Linked DNA regions of Sus scrofa: all the other regions are linked to region 2. Evidence: chromatin contacts called from public promoter capture Hi-C data. All regions are on one chromosome and are shown on one strand. Each heading gives the region's core, a stretch centred on a gene start, on an enhancer-like site or on the middle of the called end of the contact. The rest is flanking DNA. Distances are from core to core; before and after follow the strand shown.

What was found. Promoter capture Hi-C pulls out the DNA fragments that hold promoters and counts their contacts.
Region 1: a promoter capture Hi-C map of fetal liver shows a contact between it and region 2, with 2.9 times the contacts expected there. The contact joins the promoter of CNP here to the promoter of GHDC in region 2. A contact is called at or near these places in 3 of 5 promoter capture datasets (fetal liver, fetal skeletal muscle and liver), 11 of 47 Hi-C or Micro-C datasets (alveolar macrophages, embryonic fibroblasts, epiblast stem cells and 6 more) and 2 of 2 datasets of contacts at active chromatin or transcription factors (alveolar macrophages and skeletal muscle).
Region 3: a promoter capture Hi-C map of liver shows a contact between it and region 2, with 4 times the contacts expected there. The contact joins the promoter of STAT3 here to the promoter of GHDC in region 2. A contact is called at or near these places in 2 of 5 promoter capture datasets (fetal liver and liver) and 1 of 2 datasets of contacts at active chromatin or transcription factors (alveolar macrophages).

The regions. Positions count from the first base shown.
Region 1 is chr12:20,763,928-20,766,931 of Sscrofa11.1, forward strand. It overlaps CNP (2',3'-cyclic-nucleotide 3'-phosphodiesterase), which reads right to left and starts at 1,728. Exons shown (of 4, transcript XM_003131420.5): 1 at 1,548-1,728; 2 at 1-332. The coding sequence starts at 1,550. It overlaps TTC25 (tetratricopeptide repeat protein 25), which reads right to left. Exons shown (of 12, transcript XM_021066990.1): 12 at 2,161-3,004.
Region 2 is chr12:20,579,703-20,582,562 of Sscrofa11.1, forward strand. GHDC (GH3 domain containing) reads left to right here and starts at 1,326. Exons shown (of 10, transcript NM_001246239.1): 1 at 1,326-1,453; 2 at 1,587-1,675; 3 at 1,856-2,134; 4 at 2,434-2,555. The coding sequence starts at 1,870.
Region 3 is chr12:20,405,892-20,408,742 of Sscrofa11.1, forward strand. STAT3 (signal transducer and activator of transcription 3) reads left to right here and starts at 1,425. Exons shown (of 25, transcript NM_001044580.1): 1 at 1,425-1,537.

The DNA.
Region 1 (3,004 bases), core at 478-2,977, 180 kb after region 2:
CGGCAGCAGGCGGCCAGGTCCTCGTCCAGCCGCTTGTACTCCTCGGTGAAGGCTCCTCTGGCGCCGGGGGTGATCTTGTAGGCATCGGCGGACACCACCTTGGTGCCATCCCGGTACCTGTCCATGATGACCTGGGCCAGCGTGGACTTGCCGCTCCCGGGCAGGCCGCGCAGGATGAAGAGCGTCTTGCACTCCTGCAGCGTGGCCACCGTCTCCTCATCCTGCAGGAAGGGAAACTGCAGCTCCGGCTTGTCCTTGGCCCCTGAGGATGACATTTTGCGGAAGAAGATCTTGGGCAGGAACGTTTGGCTCTTTCGGGAGAAGCCTCTATTCTGTGTGAAGAAGGGAAGACAGGAGTCAGCCAGGTCACCGCCAGCCTTGCCCCCTTGCCTCTGGCCTCGTTCTAACTGGGGGGGCCCTGCTCCTGGGCGCAGCCCTGATTGACAGGCACCCCCGGGGTGCTGCGGGCACCGTCCCAAAACGTGGGGTGCTGGTCCTATTCTCCTAGGTCTTTGCAACCTGATGGCTTCGGGTTGTGCAGCTTGGAGAGGAGCACTTGTCTGGGTCTGAAACTCCTACTCGAAGATCACTCGCTGCCACCACTTCCAAAGGAAAACTGCTGGAAGTGCATGCAGGGGAGGGCCTGAAGCCTGCGCTCTTGGGAGCGGACCCTAACTTTATATTCCTGGCACCTACTAAGGATGACCTCTTTGGAGGTGGTGGGGGGCTCTACGTCTGGGCAAAGCCACAGCTGCCCTGGCTCTGAGTGCACAGAGGAGGGTGGGGGTGGAGAAGGGTGACCCCAAGCCCGCCTCCCTTCCCCCAACAATGCCAGCAACAAATAATACTCTCTTGTCTGGGATGGGGGGGGACAATGGTCCCACAGAAAGGCTGGTGGGGGGCAGGGCAGGAGAGCACTGGACAAAGGGCTTCATTCAGCACCCCTGCCACCTCCTCCTCTGCCCTGGTTCCCCCCCACCAAAGTCTTGGTCTTTGTGCCTGCCCCAGGACTGGGCGGTACTGGACACCTGTGTCCAGGGTCTAGCTCTGCCCACCCCTTGCTGTGTGTCAGCAGCACCTCTCTGAGCCGCTTGTTTTCCTGCCAGCAAAAAGCCACAGGTGATAGTTTTTACTGTAAGCCGCCTTCTCCTCTCAATCGGGAGGCCCCACCTCCCGCCAGTCCCCTGCGAGCTCAGCTGGCGTACGTTTATCTCCGATGAGGCCCCGAGCAGGGGAGCGCGCCGCAGGCCCACCCAGCGTGGGCCCAGCGTGTTACCTGAGCCCACCGGCCTCCCGCGTCTGCCCCGGGGCTGCTGCCCGATTCCCTTCCTCTTCCAGCGCTGTCCCCACTCCCCGACTCTCCCCGCGTCGCAGCTACCTCCGGGCTGCACCGGACTGCCGAGAAAACCCCAACTCCACTCCGGAACCACGCTCCTCATTTGCATGCCACTTCCTCCCCCAGTCGCCCAGCGCTCCCCTTCTCCACTAAGGTGCTATCCTGGCCCGGTCCGCTCGCTCCCCTCCCGGCCCTTCCCGCGCCCGCTCACCATGATGAGGAGGAGGCGCCGCGGTCGCCGCCTTCGCAGCACTGGCTCTCCGGGGCCGCCCGCCCGCGCGGAGGGACACGGAGTCTAGCGGTGGCGCGTGGCCACGCTCGGCCGCCTTACATAGCCCGGGGGCGGAGCGCCCGCGGGCGGGACGGGGGTGGGCCGGCTCCGGCTCCGGCCCCCTCTGCGCAGGCGCGGCGAATCGAAACTCGAAACTGATTCGGCAGGGGGTGGAAAGGACCCCGCTCCCGTGCGCTCGGGCTGTGGTGCCCCTGTGCCTCAGTCAAGCAGCTGCGCGGCGGCCGGGGACCAAGGTGGAGGCGGACGGCTGGTGTGGCCTGTTTTTCTTGTAGGAGTTACGGACAAACACCTTGAAGGAGACAGTCACCCTCCTCGGTCCCGCACGGAAATTGGGTCGAGGCGAGGAAGGCAGGGTCTTCCAAGTGCAAGGCTGAATCCTGTCTTTAAGTTTTGATATCGTACTCATCATCACTTTTTGCATGAATTTTTTTCAGCACGCAGAAGTTCCCAGTCGAGGGCTATAACCCTCGCTACAGCAGTGGCGATGCCTGGCCCTTAACCTGCTGAGCCACTAGGAAACTCCAGTTTTTGCTTTTTTTTTTTTTTTTTAACCATATTGCATTAAAATAGTTTCTCTTTTCTCAGTGAGTTTTTTTGGACCCTACATTACTTAAAAGTTGCATTCGAAATGACTCATTTGCCTCCCCCTAGCCTCAGCCTAAAGTCAGCCTCTGCCCCCACCAACCCCAACACTTCAGGAATTGTGGAGATGGGATTAGGATGGCAATGGCCAAAGGGATAGATGAATAACGTGAAATCCTAACTCACCCTCTGAGGCAGCTGCTCAGCCACCCCCTCTGTGAAACCACTGAAAGCTGAGGTGGGTTTTCAAGAGCTTCCTGTGTACCAGGTGCTGTGCTAAGTACCCATATAAACCTCAGGTGTGAGAAAACAGCCTTGCAGACAACGGTTTACTTGACTATATGGTGGCGGGAGGCGGGATCAGCTGCAGCTCCTACTCCCACAGTCCTGGGGCAGACACCTTCCTTCTCCCTCTGGGTCCTAGAGCCCAGCGTCCCACCAGCACCAGCGTGCATTTCATTCGGCTGTCCAGGCTTAGGGGTTTACAAGTAGGCTGCCTTCACTATGTGATGGATGAGAGGTCTCATCCTTATTTCTTCCAGAAAGCCTCCCACAGTCCTCTGCACACAGTAGGTACTCAGCAAGATGAACCAATGGCCAGCAGCTGGGCAGATGTACCTCTACTCCCAGGCCTTTCTCTGTCCTCCCCTCCTTAAGGGTTTTGAGTTCCTTAGAGCTCACCCATTTCTTCATTCTCCTGAAACTGTTCCTTCTTCTTCCTTTTTTTTTTTTTTTTTTTTTTTTTGGCTTTTTTAGGTCCAAATCTGTGGCGTATGGAGGGTCCCAGGCTAGGG
Region 2 (2,860 bases), core at 76-2,575:
GGGGTAGCCAGATAGAGCAGACCTGTGCAAAGGAGCTCAGCTGTGAAAATAAGAGAGTTTGCAAGACAGAGGGCTTTTAGCGTCTGAGAGCCTGGGTCAAGGGCACAGGAGGAGAGAGGACTTAACCGTGGGACTGCCTCCTGCCATAACGATAGGAGAAGTTTGTGTTTATTGTGATAAAACCAATAAGCTAACCCAGGTGGTGGCCCCAATTACCAGGTAAAGTTAGTTATTTTGAGAACACCTGTTAGCAGGTGGCGTCTGCCCGGCTCTGGCTTTAAAGGGGAGCGAGGTTTTTTTGGTCTTTGCAGTTTCAGCTGATTGCCTGCGACGCATCTCACTCCAATTTAATGCTTATTCAATAACGAAAGCATTTTCTTTCTCTACCACCTTTTTGGAGAGCAATTCTGGATTGGAGAAAATTCTGGGTTTTGTTTGTTTGTTAGTTTGTTCATTTGTTTTGGCTGCCCCACAGCATGTGGAATTCCTGGCCCAGGGATCAGATCCAAGCCACAGTTGTCGCATACACCCAATCTTTAACCCACTGTGTTGGGCCAGCGATCAAACTTGTGTCCCATTGTGCTACAGTAGGAATTCCAAAAATTCTGTTTCTTAACAGTTCTCAAATCTAATGAATAGTGAGACTTTTGTCAATGAAGCTTATGATGAACAGGAATTGTTAACCTCTTTACAAACTGACTAATCTGATTTAAAAAAAAAAAAAAAAGGAGCTGAGATACCTCAATAAAAGTCTGTTTATTAAAAAAAAAATTTGGAAAGTTCCCGTCATGGTTCAGCAGAAGTGAATCTGACTAGCATCCATGAGGACACAGATTCAAGCCCTGCCCTCGCTCAGTGGGTTAAGGATCCGGTGTTGCTGTGAGCTGTGGTGTAGGTTGCAGATGCGGCTTGGATCTGGCATTGCTGTGGCTATGGCTGTGGCCAGCAGCTGTAGCTCCAATTCGACCCCTAGCCTGGGAACCTCCATGTGCCACGAGTGCGGCCCTAAAAAGACCAAAAAAAAAAAAAAAAAAAAATGAAGCAAATTTGAACCTACTTCAGGATAGGGTGCACCCCACTCCCCACTCAAGCTGATTGGAGGCAGTCTTTTCACACTCAGCTTCCTCTTCCTTCACATGCTACTCTGGCCCTAACCTCCCTCCACCTGCCAGCTTGGGCCAGCTCCCAGCCCGGCAGTCCTTAGGTGACCTGCCCCTTTAAGAGCTCCCCCCCTTCCCAGCACCTCCCTCAGGCCCAGCAGCCGGATTTCCCGGTCCAGGCCCAGCCCTTTAAAGTCGTGGCCCCAGCTTTCTGGCCCGCTGTGCACTGAGGCTGTACGGAGCACTGCGGGGACCCTGGGTGCCTGGCGGAGGCACATTTGGGCTGTGACAGGTGCATGTGGGACATGGAATCACTGCTCGGGGCTCAGGGGGAGACACGATGCTGGGAGAGGGTAGGTCCTGGACAAAGCAGAGCCACTCGGGAATGGACCAGGCGTGTCATCGGTTAGGCAACCGCTGTGTGCCAGGCACCGTGCCATGCCTTCCCTGCACCTTCTGAAGGGTGTTATTACTCCCATCTTACAGACAGGGGAAGGGGACGGAGCTCAGAGCGGCGAGCTGAGATCCCCAGGGCCAGCCAGCTAACCAGGGGCAGAGCCAGGATCCCGATTCAGGTCAGTGTGGCCCCAGAGCCCTGATGTTCTCTCCTCTGCGTCTCACCTGCCTGACAGGGGTCCTGGCTTCTCGAACCTCCATTTTAACTGATTCCCCCCAGGGGGAGGGGCGGGGGAGGAAACGGATGGTCCCCGCCTCCTCCTCACAATCCCTCGATGCGGAGGCCTTCCTCCTCCTAGGGAGCGGCTTAGAGATGCTGCTGCTGCTGCTGTTCCTGCTGTTGCTGCTACTGCCTCCACTGGTGATGCTCTGGTGGTGGCACTCCCAGGATGCCAGGCTGTCCTGGCTTGTCTGCCTCCAGCACCGTGTAGCATGGAGGGTCCTGTGCTGGGCAGCTGCCTGGCAGCAGAAGAGGCTGGAGCAGAGCACGCTGCACGCAGGCCAGAGTCAGCAGCAGGCCCTGAGATGGTGTCTGCAGCGGGCCCAGGGTCCCTGCTGTCCCCTCAGGGGGAGCACAGGTGTGTTTCCCAAGGCGTGGGGAGGTGGCCCAAAGAGAAAGAAACCCCATAGGACAGTCAGATTCCAAAACCTGAAAACCTCCCTCCCCGCTTCTTCTGCCAACACAGAGGGGCCTGACCCAGAGATCTGACCCAGGCTAAGGAATGGTCAAGAGAATTTTCCCATCCTGGGTCCTGGTAGCCCCTCATCCCCCAGGCCTATTCCGGGTTCCTTCCTCAAGGATGTCACCCGTCTTGGCCTGAAACTCTTGGGAACTCTGTGGCTTCATAAAGATTTTGTGATGTCTTTGGGGCTACAGATATAAGCACCTTCCGGAATCATCTTCCACTGACCAAGGCCAGCCAGGTCCAGGAGGAAGAGGGTAGGGGGCAGGTCTTGCCCCCTACCTCAAACCAGTACTGTGGGGAGGCCTCTCTGCAGGTAAACTGGGAAGGCTGGAGCCCGACCCCACCAGAGACCCCCCTAATTGCAGCCAAACCCTCCCATCAGGATGGGGGGGGGGACCCAAACCCAGAATTCCCACTTAACTCAGCGCGTTAAGAACCTGACCAGTATCCATGAGGATTCAGGTTCAATCCCTGGCCTAGCTCAGTGGGTTAAGGATCCAGCGTTGCCATGAACAGATGCAGTTTGGATCGGGCATTGCTGTGGCTGTGGAATAGGCCAGGGCTCTAGCTTCCATTTGACCCCTAGCCTGAGAATCTCCATATGCCGTGGGTGTGGCC
Region 3 (2,851 bases), core at 175-2,674, 170 kb before region 2:
TTTATTTTATTTTGTCTTGTTCGGGCTGCACCTGCGGCATTCGGAGGTTCCCAGGCTAGGGGCTGAATCAGAGCTGCAGCCGCCGGCCTACACCACAGCCACAGCAATGCCAGATCAGAGCCACGTCTTCGACCTGTACCACAACCCATGGTAACACTGGATCCTTAACACACTGAGCTAGGCCAGGGGTCCAACCTGCTTCCTCATGGATGCTAGTCAGATTCATTTCCGCTGGACGGTGGGAACACCTGATAAAAGGTCCCTTTTTGGATTTCATCTTAATACCTCTTTGTACTAAACAAACACAATAAACACAAATAAGCACTAATAGCTGTTATTTTTTAAAACCCTGATTGTACCAGCACATACATACAATCCTCTATTATGCAAAGTACATCCTCTATTATGCAAGATAAAATGTCTACATTTCCTATAAACTACTGGTTTCAATGGAGTAGAACTTGCACTCGAAGTAGACAGGCGAAAAAGATAAAGGCACGCAATTTCAAGTATTTCAACTCAGACACATAAAAACAATGTGTATACGTGTCATTCTTTATCTGTACTGTCTCCTGCATTCCCGTGAACAGGCCAATGTGCGAGTCGTGTTGGCCTTTGATGCTTGAAGAGACGGAACGGAGGACGGGGTTAAATCCACTACCCTCTCCCCACGCACTCTAGTAATTACTCTACTTCCACGTCATGTTTCCGGGTGTGTGTGTCTCGACTCACGCAGAAACTGAGGTTCAAAGCAGGCGGGAGTCACCCATGTTCTTTTGGCTGTCCCCAAAAACCCAATTCAGCCGTTGAGGTCTTAGAGTATCTGGCGATACCTGGGTACTGTTTAACTGGCTGATTCCCACGTGGTAAGTGGCTCCTAACTCACCCCCACGTGGTGCCAAGGGCCGGGAAAAGGGAGAGTAGGCAAAAGAGAGCCGCATCAGGGGCATTTAAAGTGTCTTGACGTCACACACTGCCAGGAACTCAGCTGAGTTTTCAGCAGGACATTCCGGTCATCTTTCTTCCCTCCCTCCGGGTCTCTCAGCCCAAGGCCTTGGCTCTTCCCTTACTGTTGCGGAGGGAGTAGCAGTGAGCCCTCGGAACAGCCAGTACAGGGGCGTTCCCGGCCTTGTGTTGGCTCCGCCCCTTCTCCAAGGAGCTCTCCTCATTGGCAAGTGGGTGGGGCTTCGGAGATACAGTACATTCACCAGGGCCTCTGTGTGGCAGAGAAAACTGGTCGTCTCATGAATAATGCATGAGCGGAGTGCCCAGGCCAGGCGGGGGCTGGGCGGGGATTGGCTGGAGGGGCTGTAATTCAGCGGTTTCCGGAGCTGCGGCGGCGTAGACCGGGAGGGGGAGCCTGGGGTTCCGACGTCGCCGCGGAGGGAGCGAGCCCGAACAGGATCCTTGACGAGCACCCCTACTTGGCGCTCTCCCCGTGTCTAATAGGGGAGACTCTGCGGCCTGAGGGAGCCCTGCGGCCCGCACCCCGGCGCAAGCGCAGCCCCGGCCAGTCGGGCCTCAGCCGGAGCAGCAGGTGAAGGGGGTTAAGGGTGGGGCCGCCCCCCCCCTCCCCGGGCGACGGCCTCCGGGCCGGGGATCCAGGGGTGGGTGCCAGAAGGGCTGAGATGCTCTGGGGTGTTTGAGGGAGTAGTGGACAGAAGCTTCAGTAGGGCAGAGGGGATACGAAGAGACCGGGAGGGTCGTTCTGAAGGGTCGTTCCCAGGATGACAGGAGTCGGCCTCTGAAGGGACAGGGTACGCTGGAAGGAAGTTTTCATTCTTTGGAGAAAGAGGAGACGCGGTGGAAGAGTGAGAAGGGGCTCGAGGGGGAGGACCATTGGGGCCAGGGCACTCTAGAGTGGCGGTGGCAGGAGTGAGGGACAGCCCCCGACTTCCTGCTCCTTGGGGCTCTGGGGACGTTCCGGCCGCAGGAGCGACTGTCATGCTGGCGAAGATCACGGAGGGGTGGGTTGGCAAGCGCCTCCTCCCCGCCCCCCCGGCCGGGCCCGGCGGCTCCGGCTGAGCCACTTCCTCCGTCTTGTCCAGTTCCCGCTCCTGTAGGATCCAGCTGTGCCCCCCTGGAGAGGTAGGAATAGGTGTCTTCCTCCTCCAGCCTCACGGGCTGGTTGTTCATGGTTAGGGTTATTGCATAAGAATCAAGTTTCCTGTAGGGAAATTGACAATCTCGTTCTCTTTCTAAACTCCCTCTCGTCTTTTTCTAGGTTAAATCGTGTTTCTCTCCTCCCCCTTCTTAAAAAAAACCCAACAAAATAAAACCCCCATCAAACCAACTCTAGAGAGAAATAAACCTTTTTCCTCCTGGCATTGTTCTTTTATAAACACCTGGTAAACTTGGCCAAAAGATAAATAATTGAGCCCTTGCGTTTACTGGATTGTGGTGTTGCTTAATTGCATAGGCCGGAATGAACCAATCGAGAGTGGGAGTTTTCTGTCTCAGAGCCAAGGTCTTGGGTAAATGCAGAGAAGAGGGAAACAAAGACAGGCTGGCCTTGGCAGAACCAAGTGTGCAAACTTTACCTGTGTTTGGGGGGTGTGGTTGCATTTCGGTTAGCAAGATTCAAACCAACATGAAGTCATTTTCTCCATGTTTAGTCCACATCCCTCTGTGTTATACAAATTGGATGGATAGTGTTAACCCTTATTAAAAATGTATATAATGTGTATCTGCTGGTTTTTTGGGGGTGTGCATCTAAAGGGTATGTTTATTCTGCCTATGGGTTGTCATTCTTTGGCTGGTTGTGCTGATAAAGCATTGGTTTGAATAAATCAGAACAGTAAGTCTCAATCTTTTGGATTTAGGCTGCGTTATGACTGATTCAGCCAGTTTT